Linked DNA regions of Gossypium arboreum: region 1 is linked to region 2. Evidence: chromatin contacts called from public Hi-C data. All regions are on one chromosome and are shown on one strand. Each heading gives the region's core, a stretch centred on a gene start, on an enhancer-like site or on the middle of the called end of the contact. The rest is flanking DNA. Distances are from core to core; before and after follow the strand shown.

What was found. Hi-C and Micro-C count contacts between places; a contact is called where the count stands out from the background.
Region 1: a Hi-C map of leaf shows a contact between it and region 2, with 2.6 times the contacts expected there. The contact joins the promoter of LOC108468018 here to the promoter of LOC108469863 in region 2. A contact is called at or near these places in 2 of 5 Hi-C or Micro-C datasets (both in leaf).

What each region holds. Positions count from the first base shown.
Region 1 is chr8:24,783,467-24,790,285 of ASM2569848v2, forward strand. LOC108468018 reads right to left here and starts at 4,010. Exons shown (of 6, transcript XM_017768870.2): 1 at 3,589-4,010; 2 at 2,965-3,509; 3 at 2,679-2,871; 4 at 1,454-1,518; 5 at 909-1,119; 6 at 373-829. The coding sequence starts at 3,843. The coding sequence ends at 476.
Region 2 is chr8:24,587,834-24,594,707 of ASM2569848v2, forward strand. It overlaps LOC108469863 (FT-interacting protein 3-like), which reads right to left and starts at 4,095. Exons shown (of 2, transcript XM_017770936.2): 1 at 3,870-4,095; 2 at 1-3,110. The coding sequence starts at 3,036. The coding sequence ends at 79. LOC108469985 (AT-hook motif nuclear-localized protein 9-like) reads left to right here. Exons shown (of 7, transcript XM_053018048.1): 7 at 1-390.

The DNA.
Region 1 (6,819 bases), core at 2,760-5,259, 200 kb after region 2:
CCTACCTAAACATAACAACCCTGTCAGGATAAATCGGCCTTCAGAACCTCCACATTCTCCTCTTTATCTCCTTCCTTATTGGTCTTCTTGTAAAAAATTCATATTTATAAGATGGCGGTTTTTAAAAAAGAATATAAACTTGAGAATATCTTATATATCTCAAGTATATATATATATATATATATTAGGAGTTCGCTTTGTTTTTCAGTTTTCGCTATTATGTATCCTGAATTGTAGTCAACATTATGGAAGATTTTGTATTTTATTCTATGTAAATTACTTTATCACCTATGTATTTAATTTTGTTAAACCAAGTTGTGAATTTTTATATTATATAAGAGATGTGCCAATGTGATTATTGCTCTATTCAACTGGGAAAAAAAAAAAGGTTTGGATGTTTTAATTAATAAAAAATCCCAAAACTAGTGCATATGACCACCTCTTGAGGTCCAAAAGTTCAGCATTTTCGTTGCTTTTAATATTGACTAAGCCAATATTGGCTTTCCCACATCTCCACTTGCCTCGTTGAATTAGCCTTTGTTTCTAGAAAGTCTTGCAGCTCTTGGGGTTCATAAGGTGGAGGCATACCGCATGGGGTTACATCGCTGGGAGACATCACCAAGGATTCTACCATTAACTTCTTCCACGTACCGGTTCTCGGGCAAGCCATTGTTTCCGAACACAGCTCGACTGATCCCGGAGGAACTGTCGGTTCGAATTTCAAGAGCTTGGCGTATTCATTTAGCAAATGAAACATGTAATCATACACATTGTCCATCTTTAGATCCTCATGTATGAATTTCCCAGCAGCCTCCCCAATTGCCTGTGCCTAAACAAATTTTAAAAATGAAAAAAAAAAAACTCCCATTTTCTTGATATATATACAAAGTTTTAGAATAAAGAAATACTTTTTTAGGATGAATGTTGCCCCATTCCACTGCAAATTTGAGAGATTTACATTTGGTGTTTTCACTAATGGGCCAATAATGCTGCAATGGTTGCATGCCTCGGATGAAGAAATCGTAGAAACGAGACCTTACATATAAGGTCATTGAATCACAAGCTAGGATATATTTTTCGCTTACAGACCACGCCCATCCTTCCGTATATATCTTATATCTGTAGCATTTAATTGAAATCAAATGGAATATAAAACATAAAATTCAAATCAGATCAATTCATCTATTTTAAAACTTTTAAAAATACAAAATTTTATATACTAATTTTAAGTTATTTTCACTAAATTAAATATAAAATATTTATTTTTATACTATAAAAAAAGTAAAGCTCATTATAAATTAAATAATAAAAAGTAAAGTTTACTTTAATTTTGAATAATCCCAATTTTTCTAACTTATAAATCGAAACACGAATCAAATAAAATCAAACCAAAACTAAAGTAAACATACCGTTTGACTTTATTTTCAATTTTCTCCATTTGTTTAATGATTACCTGTGGGTGCATTGGTCCTCTAGATTTGATTGCTTGAACCCTTGTTTAGATTCTCGGTCCCAATCCTGGAATAAAACATATAACAAAATTAACAATACAAGGACTGTATCTCTACATGGTAAAATTTCCTGATAGGTCCCTATATTATAGGTTTAGGAGCTTGATAAATTTATTTCCGCAGCTCATAGGTAAAACTGCAAAATAAGCTTAAACTTTAAAGAAAAATGCAACTTTTATAATGATACAATAAAAGAAAAGTGAATAATTTAGTTATTATCATTTAAAATTCATATTTTTTTCTTTCATCCCTATAATATTATTTTTAATATTTAAATTTACCTTTTTTCATTGAAGCACACTATATCTTATTACTTCATCCATGATCCAACACTTTTTTTTTAGTCACTTAAAAACATTGTAAATATGCTTTATCAGTTAAAGACACAAATCAATATTTTTAGTATGTAAAGTTATTTTTATTTAGAACTTTACCTTTTACCCCAATTTATAATTGTATTCATTAATTACTCTATAATATAAGGCCGGCCAAATAATTCAACCATTTGTAAATATAAATATCACCATTGAGAAATTTCCTAGATAGCCAGTATCACATCGGTGAACGCATCATTTTTATTAAAATTAGTATATTGTTATTGGTCTATTTTAGAATATTATTTTACATTTATCGATATTTTTTAATAAATATAAAATAAATGATACTGAATATATTTTAAATATAAAATATTCATTAATTATATAAAATACTTGTTAATAAACTCCATATATAAAATTCACCATTCAATAAATTTAAATTTAAATTTAACAAGGAAAAAATTCGAAGGGTGAAGTTTTTTTTTTATAAAAGAAGTTAGATGATGAGTAAGGATTTTTTTATTTTATAATCGGGTGAATTTTTGTATTATTTTTAATTTTTATATTTTAAATGTGTTTATAATCGGGTGAATTTTTGTATTATATTTTAATTTTATATTTTAAATGTGTTTACCTTTTTGACTAATACATAAATAGTATGCATCGGCGGATACTATCAGGACGAACTGGTAGATCAATACGGACTAAAATTTTCCCAATACAGAAAAGGATGTTGTTTTTTCCGCTTTAACACGGAAGCAATGCGCATCTAGCGGTGGAACACAACCGAAGGAAATTTCCATGACAGTACACATTTAGAAGGGAGAAAATGGTAAAATCTTTGACTGACCTGAACGTATAGGAGGGTGTTCCAGTTATTTTTGTCGGTAGCATTGCATTTCATAAGGTCCTTCCTGGTAGGGGCGACGCTGGGGTTCCCTCTCCAATAAGCATAAGGCACCCTTTCCTTCCACTTCCTCCTCTCGTTGCCCTTCTTTATCTCCTTCAATACATTTCTCCATGGCCTTATATTTGTCTCAGCCCTAATAACAAATTAACCATTTCACACTCTTTAGTTTCATAAACACTAGAAAGAAAAGTAATCGTATATATTTTGTAAATTAATCCATTATTACCAGCCCCAGAAGGACCAATCTGGGAACACAATGTCCAAGCTCCATTCATCAGCACAATACCGAAACAACGGCGGTGGTCGGGCATTTGGACCTTGAAAATCCCTTGAACGAACCACCGGCCGATCATCACAATCGAACATCAGCTCCAAGTCCGGCAACCTTCCAGGGTACATCCTTAGAAGCTGCAATATGCCCCACAAAGTGAACTTATCTCTGGTCTGTATCGAGTTCCTGTATTTCTCTACGTATGCTTTGCCCTTCACTATCACCAGCCTGAAATGCGCCGTCTTGCGTGCCCCCTCGATCATGTCTCGGCTGATCCCTGTCTGCTTCCAGTGCCGTAAATCTTCATGGATCCATCGGAAGAACGACGGGCATTCAACTTTTGATGTGTTCATGGGTGGAATACCGGTGGTGGTAGGATAGTCCCTCCGACATGTTTGTGTCTGGTTTTCAGTGGAACATTCTAGTGGGAACTCGGGCTTGTGTCTTGCCGTTGTTGATTTGGAACCCACGCCCATATTTTGATACGAAGCTGAAAAGGACTACATAGAAAAAAAAAAAACAGCTATAAACATACGTATACATATACATATATATAATTAAGGGTTGTGCAAGACTTACAATATCAAGCCAACCAACGGAAACCATCAGAACGGTAATGAGAAAGACAGCTATGATAGTGGAAGCCGCCGCCTTCTTGACAGGCCAACAAGGCGTATCGATAATGGGTTTTTGTAACTCCAACATGGACATAAGACAGAAACCGGTTTGATGGTTCTGATCATTATTATTGTTCCTTTTTATTCTTCCATGGATGGAGGGCTTGTCATAGTCCAATTCTTGTTTAACATAGTATTTCTTCTTTATACCTAACATTGCTAAGCTCAAAGCCCCTTCAAACTTCTCCACCTCGACCAAACCAGGATCGATCCTTTATCAGCTAATAGACCAAATTAAGAAGGGCAGGCCAAGGGTGGAATTGCATGTCGTTTTGGTTTATGTATTAAGGTCAAATGAAACTTTCTTAATGACTTTAAAAAGTTTGGTTATGTGGGGCAAGTCGAGGCTAGAGGTAAACTATAGGTTTAATTTTGTTATTAGACCCTATACTATGCAAAAATTATGGATTTAATCCTTATACTTTAATATAATCAAATTTAGTTCTGTACACTTTAAATTGATCAATTTTAGTCCTTATACTTTTTGAATTTTAAAATTTTAGTCTTGGACAAAATAGTAGAAGTTAAATTTGTTCTGTTAAATTCAATTATTAGTCTTGTATTATATGTACAGTTGTAGACTTAGCTCATATTCTTTAATTGGATCATTCTAAGTTTATATACTTTTGAAATTTTAATTTTGAAGCAAATGATAGTTGTTAATCTATTAATTAATTTATTAGTGAGTAATATGTGAAAATAATAAGTTAACATGGCATTACACAATGATATAATATGTTTGTCGCATTAAATTTTGAAAATAATAGACCTTAATTGAATGAATTTAACAATTATTATTTTTGGTGAAGACTAAAATTTAAAAGTTTAAAAAGTACAAGAACTAAAAATGATGAAATTAAAGTACAAGTACTAAATCCACAACTTCATAGAGTACAGGGGCTAATAGTAAAATTTATCCTAAACTATATATAAAACTCTGGCCTAAATTTAATAAACAATATCAAAGGAGGCGTGACTTGGTGACCATATAAACATGTGGTAAGGCACACTGTCTCACATTTTACATCGAGGAGAACGTTAATTTTGGTTAATATTTTTCTTGCTTTTAAAACGGAGATGGATGTTATCACGTTTTCATTCACATTTTTTTTTTTGCTCCTTTAAACAATACATCATACTCGTGAGCAACGGTTCTCGAATTTCAGTCTAAAATTTTATTTATTTATTTTTTGCATTAGTTAAAATTATTCTAAGTCATTTTAAATGGCGGTGCATTTATTTATAATTAATATAAAAATATCCGTAACTGTTAGATTAAATATTATAACGATATTGTAACATAAAATAAAATAATAATAAAAACTAAATACATCACACTAAAAGAAATATCCATCTAAAATGCCTTCATTTAGAATAGGATTAGTTTTTTTTTTTTTCCTACTGCTATTCTACCGAACAAAGGATTACAACAAAACACAGAATTTAAGGCTCTGCTTTGTGTTGCCTATACCTAAAACAAAGTGGACATTTTTTGGGTATTAATTTCTTTTGTCCAAATGAAACAACATATTAACATAAAAAAGAAAAAGGAAGTAACTTTGATTTGCTTAAATAAATGTAAATGCATAACCTGTTTTGGGTTTAATGCACTGTCACTCAAATCTAAGTAGTAAGATTCTTTTTATTTGAAAGAAATGTAAATCAAAAGTTAAATAATAAGTGTAATATATCGCAATGGGGCCTATTAATAATTTTAACCTAATTTTTCTGTTACGGATAGTCTTAATAACTCTATCTGTTATTTTATTCTCTTCTCGAGGAATATGCTGAATCGATACTCCATTGACTGAGGAGTTTCAAAAGATAATGGATTCTTCTTATTAAAGCGGAATGAAAATGCTTTCGATCTTCATCTTGAATAATATTAACTGTTTCAATACTATCTATTTAAATTAAAATTCTTTCAAGTCTCCAATCAAAAGCGAGTTTCAACCGTTAAGAATGCTCCAAAGCTCAGAATCAAGGGCAGAATAATTACCCAAATAACTAGTAAAGCCAATAATCCATCTCCCATTATGATCCCGTAAAAACCCTCCAGCTGCAACAAACTCGTCTTCTGTTCTATAAGTAGTAAGACTTTTCATGTGAAGTAACAGATAAGATATTTTTTATGGAAAAATTTGTTAATTCTAAATGAAATATATATATATATTGACATAATTGACGGCATAAGCCACTGCATTTGAATGTGAATGACAATAACAATAGCCCCAACCATAATCTACGCCACAAATAACTCTGGGAAGATCTAAGGAAATTATACAAGTCAAATTCAACCCAGACACGGCAGCACCAACAGTCTGTATATTTCAACTTGTCCTCTTCAATTAATGGAGTTGTACATTTTGAACAAATAGTTAATATTAATATAGAATTTTAAATCTCCTTTATTTATTTTATTATTTTTAAGTGAAAGATCTAAAACGTATTTAGTAAAAAAAAATCAATTGAATCTTAAAAAAAAAATTAGATTGAATTAGTATTAAAAACTGTGTTAAAAGGGATATCGACGGTTAATGATTGAGTCGGATAACTTAAGCGTTGCTCTAGCGTTGAGGAATAGAATCAAAGGACCACCGGCCAATGCTAGGCGACGGGTCAATTGGCTAAATTGGCAGTGGAGCGAGAAATAGGGCTGCAAATACTGCAACATCCGCTAGAGGAGCTGCTACTTGTGATGCACGAGGATAGGGATGGTTGCGCTATAGCTCGAGTAATTGTGCAATAGTCTTCACCTGTTCGGTTTTACGCTTTCTTTTCATTAATGAAAGGGTATAAATATGCAATAGGTCCTTGAACTCTTCATAATTTATAATTTAATCCTTATATTTTTATTTTCGAAAATTTAATCCCTTTGCTTTCCAGATCGAAATCAAGTTCAATTGTTAAAACTATTAATTTTTATGTTAAATTTTTGGTGTAACATTTTGAAATAAAAAATTTTCACTTGGTAACAATGTTATTAAAGAAAATGAAGTTGTAACAAACTGAATTAATTTTAATTTAACAAAATAATCATAACAATGTTAAATATTGAACCTAAATTTTAAAATCTAAAAGTAAAAAGATTAAAATCTTAAAATGAAAGTATATAGACTAAATTCTAAATTTA
Region 2 (6,874 bases), core at 2,845-5,344:
ATGTCAGGCAACAGCTGTAATCGATGTTTTTACAACACGAAGTTAAGTCCACAGTTCCAAGAAAACCCCACAACCTATTTACAACATACTATCTGTCCTTGCAGGCAGACGACGGAAGAAATTGATCGGTGCCGAAGGTGTCTTGTGGCGAAACCTGGGATGCCTCATAACATAAAACCCAGCAAGAAGAGCAATCATCTGAAAAGGTGCGACATACAAAACAATGGCAGCCACCAGACATAATAACACAAATATTGTCGTGGCACGAGGATCCCGCCAGCTTAGGAGTGCCTGAAGCCGCTCGCCTTGTGTAGCTATGTCACCAACAACAGTCTGAATTCGCCCTGCGACACTCCTTAAACGATCATACCTCATCCGAACTATATCCGAGCTTTTCGATGCAGGAAAGGTCTCGAATTCTTCATCTAGCTCATCAGGAGAAACTGCATCGGCACAAGAAAGACTAGTGTTCATATGAGGAGGGTACCTTGGTCGATAACGATAGTTCCAAACCCCTATAAGGAACATGTATAAGAAAACCGTTGGTAAAATCAGCTCTGGGAAACAAACGAGCATTGCGAATAGGGTATGAACCAGCACTGTTGTAATAGGGTTCTTCCACGTGCAAACTTCACCAAACCATTTTCCAGCCGAAAATAATCCCGAGAAGACCGATGTCAGTCGCAAAAAGTTTGCCTTGCTGCGCCTCATGCTCCAAAGGTGAGCATTTGCATCGGACATATATTCGACTACTTCTCTCCTGAGAGGAGGTTCTGCCCGACCAAGCCGAGCTGCCACGATATTCACAGCCTGATGTCGCAGAATGTCTTGCTGTATCACGCTCAACGGCCTTTTGTAGTGCATCTTTGGCAGAAGAGGAAGCGAGTACTGAGACATCATATTAACCATCGATGTTGACGAAAATCGTATTGCTAAATGGAGTTCACCCAATTTCTTGACACCAGAAGGGTGAAGAACCAGCAGCGGGTAACAGTGTGTGTAAACACGACCAGTTTCCAGTGTAGATATACGAATCCGTACCTTTCCGATTTTGTTATCTCTGCTATTATCGGAACCTCCAATCTGAGAGTTATCAAAGACCCCCACCGTGAGAACCGTGGCTGTATCATAAACTTCCCAGGTGTACTGCTCATTATATTTTGGATTCAAGCTATTTACTATGGTTCGAGTTCGAACCCATTTATGGCCATACTTTGCAACACAATATGTATCAGATGTACCTTTTCCGTCTCTAGTTTTCATTGGTTGGAGCCCGTCAGCATTCAAAATTCCGAGTTCTAAAACACCAATTGACGATTTCCAGAGCTGCTTTGCTGTTGGCCGGAGATCACTGCTATACTGAGTTGATTCATCAAGAACATGGTATCCTCCATCAAGGCAAACACAAACATGGAGCCTACTATGAAATTTATCCTTCTTTGCACGATCACTGTCCATGGCATCGGATAAAGATTTCTCCAGGTTGTACCACCGGGTACGGACAAAGCGATCATCAGCACGCCTATCAATGGAGTTCAATGCTATGACAGTCCTTCCAATGGTCTCATCCTTATTAGGACCTGCATGATCTTCAACTGTAAAAGTCAGATGATCTTCGAAGGGTTCGGCAGCAACAAACATAAACTCTTCGTTCCAGATTGGATTCATATTTCGAGTTTGGACTGGTTTTGTCTTTAAGATCTGGTTACCAATCTGAACCTTAACATATGCATCAGGAAACCTGCTCTTGTCAGCTGGAACAAGGTCTTGAGCCTCAATAACATTGACACGGACATACCACAGTCTCGGAGAGTGATAAACCTTTGAGCGGATATATGTCGGGGAAACTGAAGTGCTATCACCTGGAGCAATAGCATCCGAATGCCAAGCATCGGGAAAAGCCTCATCAGCCTGTGTGCCATACCAAACTGCAAGCATCAGTTCTCCTTTCTTTTTCTCTCCTTTCTTATCTTCTAACCGATACCATTCTGGAGCCAACGGACTATCAGGTGGAACCCTTGTAGGAACCTCGTGGAGATCAATGCGCACGAACCCAACAGAGTCATCTTTCACTAAATCCTTATCCTTCACAACAACTTCTAGCACAGATGACTGCACTGTTTCCCTTGAAAAGGCAAACACCTGATTCCATTCTGGATTTTGTTTCTTTTCATAATGCTTCGTGATTCCTTTGTAATTTCCTACTTTCACTTCAACATACGGATTGAGGCTGCCTGTCGCATCTTTTGAAGGAAGATCTCGGGCTTTCACCACTCGTACAAAAAGGAATCTCATCTGCTCAACAAGGTCATAGGTGCTGGTTGGTCTGTCTCCTCGTATGACTCGGCCTCCAACAATTCGTCCTCCTCCAAGAAATGGACTTGTCTCTTTAAGAGCATAATCAAATGGTTGAGATGATGAACCCGGGAACGCCTGTGGTCCGGATTTCATCTCATGTACTCCATAATTCATTTGTTGTTGGGGTGGTGCTGGGGTAACTTTTTGCTGCTGCTGTTGTGGCTGCTTTGCATTTGGAAGATGAAAAAATGTGTGTCTTTTGCCATTTTTCTCTTTGGAAATTGACTTCGGGACTACATCCGGTTCCATGGCTGGAAGTGGATTCGAAGGTTTTATCGAAGGATCATCAGTAACAAACACTTTCAAACCAAGCTCTCCTTTCGCACGGGAGAAAATGCTTCGTTTCTCAAGAGGGTAGTGCAAAACAACCGCATCGGAGTAATTCACGAACGATGGTGCAGTGAGTCGAACCTTCCCAAGACAAGTCTTCGCGTTGTTTGCTTTGTTATGGTTGTAAACAAAAGCTTCAAGTGGGAGGCTTGACAACTTGTTTGGATCCGATACATTGAAATAGAAACTCTCGTTCCATACCGGATTGAGATCTTTCTCTTTAGTAGTGGTCCGGCATCTCTGGCCATCGAACTCGAGCTCCACAAAGGCACAGAATGATCCCTGCCCATCTTTGGCTAACAGGTCATGCGCCCCCACCACCTCCACCCCCAACTTGAGACTACTCATAGTTTGTATCAATCAAACCGGAACCAGAAATCACTTTATTGACTATCGATAATTGAAGTCGATCAAAATAATACCTGAAATAAAAAGAAAACTAACAGTTTAACAATGATAATTCATGTATGAATTTAAAACAGATGAATTTCAGTCCCTCCATGAACAAATAAGCAAGCAATATCGAAAGGATATAAGCACTGAAAATGCAAAAAAGCGCAAAACACAACAAATTAATACAACAAGAACCCAGTATAATGAGAATTAGCATGAAACTGCAATGAATTTTTTTATATATAAATAACTATTTTTTTCAATTTAAATTCTCCAAATTCTTGACAACAAAGCAGTATATAATCTGTAATTTTATCATGTAAAATTATGAAAAAGGAAAGTTGAGATTCCAGTCAGAGATTAAAAAGGGGAAATAATTCCATGAATTTTTTTCTCATACTAAAGCAAGATTCTGAGAGAAAGATACCATACTTTAGTTTCACATCAGAATATATATATACACACACATAGGATCTTTTTGATCCTTTTACAAAATCAAAGCTCAGTCTATGTTTCCTTCTGGGAAACAATTACTGGGTTTTTTTTTTTTGTTATTTAAGAAACTTATAGCAAAAACTTTCCTCTATGAAAAGCGTCTATTTTTTTTTTTTTTAAAGTTTGAAGAAAGAAAAGGAAGAATCAGCTTACTTTTTTCAGGTTTCAAAGAACACCCAACAATCAGATACCAAGAGTAGAAAAAACCCCGAATACACAATAAAAATTAAATAAAATCATCGAACAAGAAGAAAAGAATTTAAGGGAATTTAAAGAGATTAAAAACAACTGACCTCTGTTTTAAAAGCTGAAAGCTCTGTTAGGAAAGTGAAAGGAAGCTTGAAAGGAGTGTATATGATAGCATCTATGAAACTTAGGAGAGAAGGAGATTAATTTAAAAATTTAGAAATAAAATACAGTTTGACCGAGAGAATATCAGAGAGTCGTCTAAAACGAGTAAAATGAAATGTTTTTTTCTGAAGATGATGGAGATAAATTAAAGAAAAATCAAAACGAAATAAGAAGGGATTCACTGTTTAAATTTAATTATCAGTTTCCAACTTTCCTTTTTTCCCTTTTGGTTAAATTTCACGAAAGTCCCTGTAACATTCTTGGGAAATTTAGTTTATGTGCTAAAATTTGTCATTTTTAACCTTTTACTTTTTCAAAATGTGTATTTTTAAATTTTATTAAATAATTTCACTTGGATTTTTTAAAATATATGATGCTGCGGCATGTATACTTTGCAATTATTTTTAGTTTTGGATAAATATTATACAGTTTTCTTTTCTTTAAACGTGTAAAAAATTGTTACCATATAAAAATATCAAAATTTATATGCCAAATCATCATATTTTTAAAATTAAACCATTCCAAATTATCTGAAAAAATTAACAAAAAAATAACCACCTATTTCGAAAATATAGGATCAGAAAGGGTCAAATTACAATAGAAGGATTAAAAATGAAAAAAAGTATAAAAAAGGGTCTTTCAAGAAATATCGACCTTGTTTTTCACTTCTAATCTTATACGACAACGATACGGGTGTTGACGTTTTTTTTTTCTTTTTAATACAATTTCAACACTCTTGAATGTGCTCGTAATGGCACGCGCTGTACTTTATTGACACGTGTGGTAATTCTTTTCAAATTGCGTGTCGATGTCGTCTTTAGTTGACTGTTCTTTAATTTAATTTAGCGTGTTTTTCAAATTATTTTGACAACTTAACTGAAAATTAGATGATTGGTTCAAAAAAAAAAAATGAATATATGAATTTGTTACATTGTTCATTAATGTTTTTACGAAATGAAAAGTTTTAACTCTTTATTTTATTAAATTTTAGGGTATAATTAGGTATCAATTAAAATAATTTATCAATTGGCCAGATAAATGGTTTTAATGTATTGCTTTTATTAATAAAAATAATTATTTTTTAAAAATGAATTTTGTTGTGGGCTTTCCTCCTCCATTCATTTTCCAGATTTTATTTAGTTGATCAACAGGAAATTAAAAAGCAAAATAGAATAAAGCAAAACTTTTTGGTTCAAGGACTAGTATTCATGCTTTCCTTATTCAATGTGCTAACATTTAATAACACCAGCTAATTAGTTTTGGGAAATAAAAATACAATTATTTACAGTAAAAGAGGAAAACAAATTTGAAATTCATAACTTAGTATTCTATCCAAAAAATTCCTAAATTAGTCAAACTTGATTTTATTATGTACAAAACAACTTAAATGAGTAAAATTGTTCTCATGTAAAATTAATTAGGATTTTTTTGCATATTTAAATATGTATAGAATAGTTGAATGAAAGTTTAATAATAAAAATTGTAATTTTTTTACATATATTTGGTTGATAAAATGTAATTATATCGTAATTGTTATGCCATATTTGTAGTATAAATTATAATTATACAATTATATAATTTATATAAAAATTATTAGTATGATAAAAATAATTTTTAAACATGTAACAAAAATTAAAATCAAATCATCATATGTATTATGCCAATATAAAAAGTAGTTGATATACGATTACTAAAAAAATAGCAAGAAAATAAACATTATATATAACTTTATCTAACTGTTCTCGTACATATTTGTCGGATTAGTCCCTCTTTAATATTTAACATGTGCTCTTTATTATCATTTCGACTTGAATCTACATCATTAAGATTATCAAGATTTCCTTATTCCAAATACTCTTTGTTAGAGCTAAGTGACTCGGATCATTGTTAAAATAAAATAAAGTGGTAAAATAAAATAAAAGTAAAATCCATATAGAACTATACTTTTTATTATTATTTTACATTAATTAGAATAAGATTTTTCAACCTTACTACACTTCATCTATTTGACATTGATTAGAATAATGTTTTTTCAACCTATAAATTAACTCCTCTTGTATCATTCGAATTCGAAATTAGTGAATTTTCTTCTCCTCTGCTCGTAATTTTTTTCCCGAAAGGGTTTCCACGTAAAATCTATGTGTTCTTATTTTTTTTTTTTTTGCTTTGCGATCGTTCTATATTGTCATTATCGATGTTAGTTCTACAAACTGGTATCAGAGTTTTTCGAGTTGCTTGTCTCGATCACAGTAATAGTGATAATGAAGTATGATATTCCTCTGTTGGATCGCAACACTAGATTTGCGTTGTGGCAGGCAAAGATGTAGGCAATTCTTGCGCAAATGGATTTAGAGGATGCCCCACTAGGGTTAGATAAGATGATTTCAACATTGACAGATGAAGAGAAGAGATGTAAAGATCGAAAGGCTTTAACGCAATTATAACTGGATCTGTCTAATGAAATTTTACAGGGTGTGCTGAAGGAGAAGACCACCACTGCATTATGGAAGAAGCTTGGGCAACTATGTAAGTCGAAAACCCTAACTAGCAAGTTGCATATGAAGCAACATATTTATGCTCATCGTTTGGAGGAAGGTGCGTCTGTGCACAAACACTTAATCTTGTTTAAAGAAATTCTCTCAGACTTAGAGGCCATGGAGGTTCAGTATGATAAAGAAGATTTAGGGTTAATTCTACTTTGTTTGTTGCCCCCGTCTTATCCAACCTTTAGAGATACAATTTTGTGTAGCCGAGAATCTCTTATAGTTTATGAAGTCTATGTTTCCTTAACTTTGTATGACAAGATGAAAAATCTTGTGGTTGGATCTAACTCTCAGAGAGGGGTCTCATTATTCATGGAAGACAAGAATGAAATACTGATGATAATCGTGGGAGGACATAGGAATGAAATCCTTGCAGTAAATCTAAGGGTAGATCGAGATCTTCA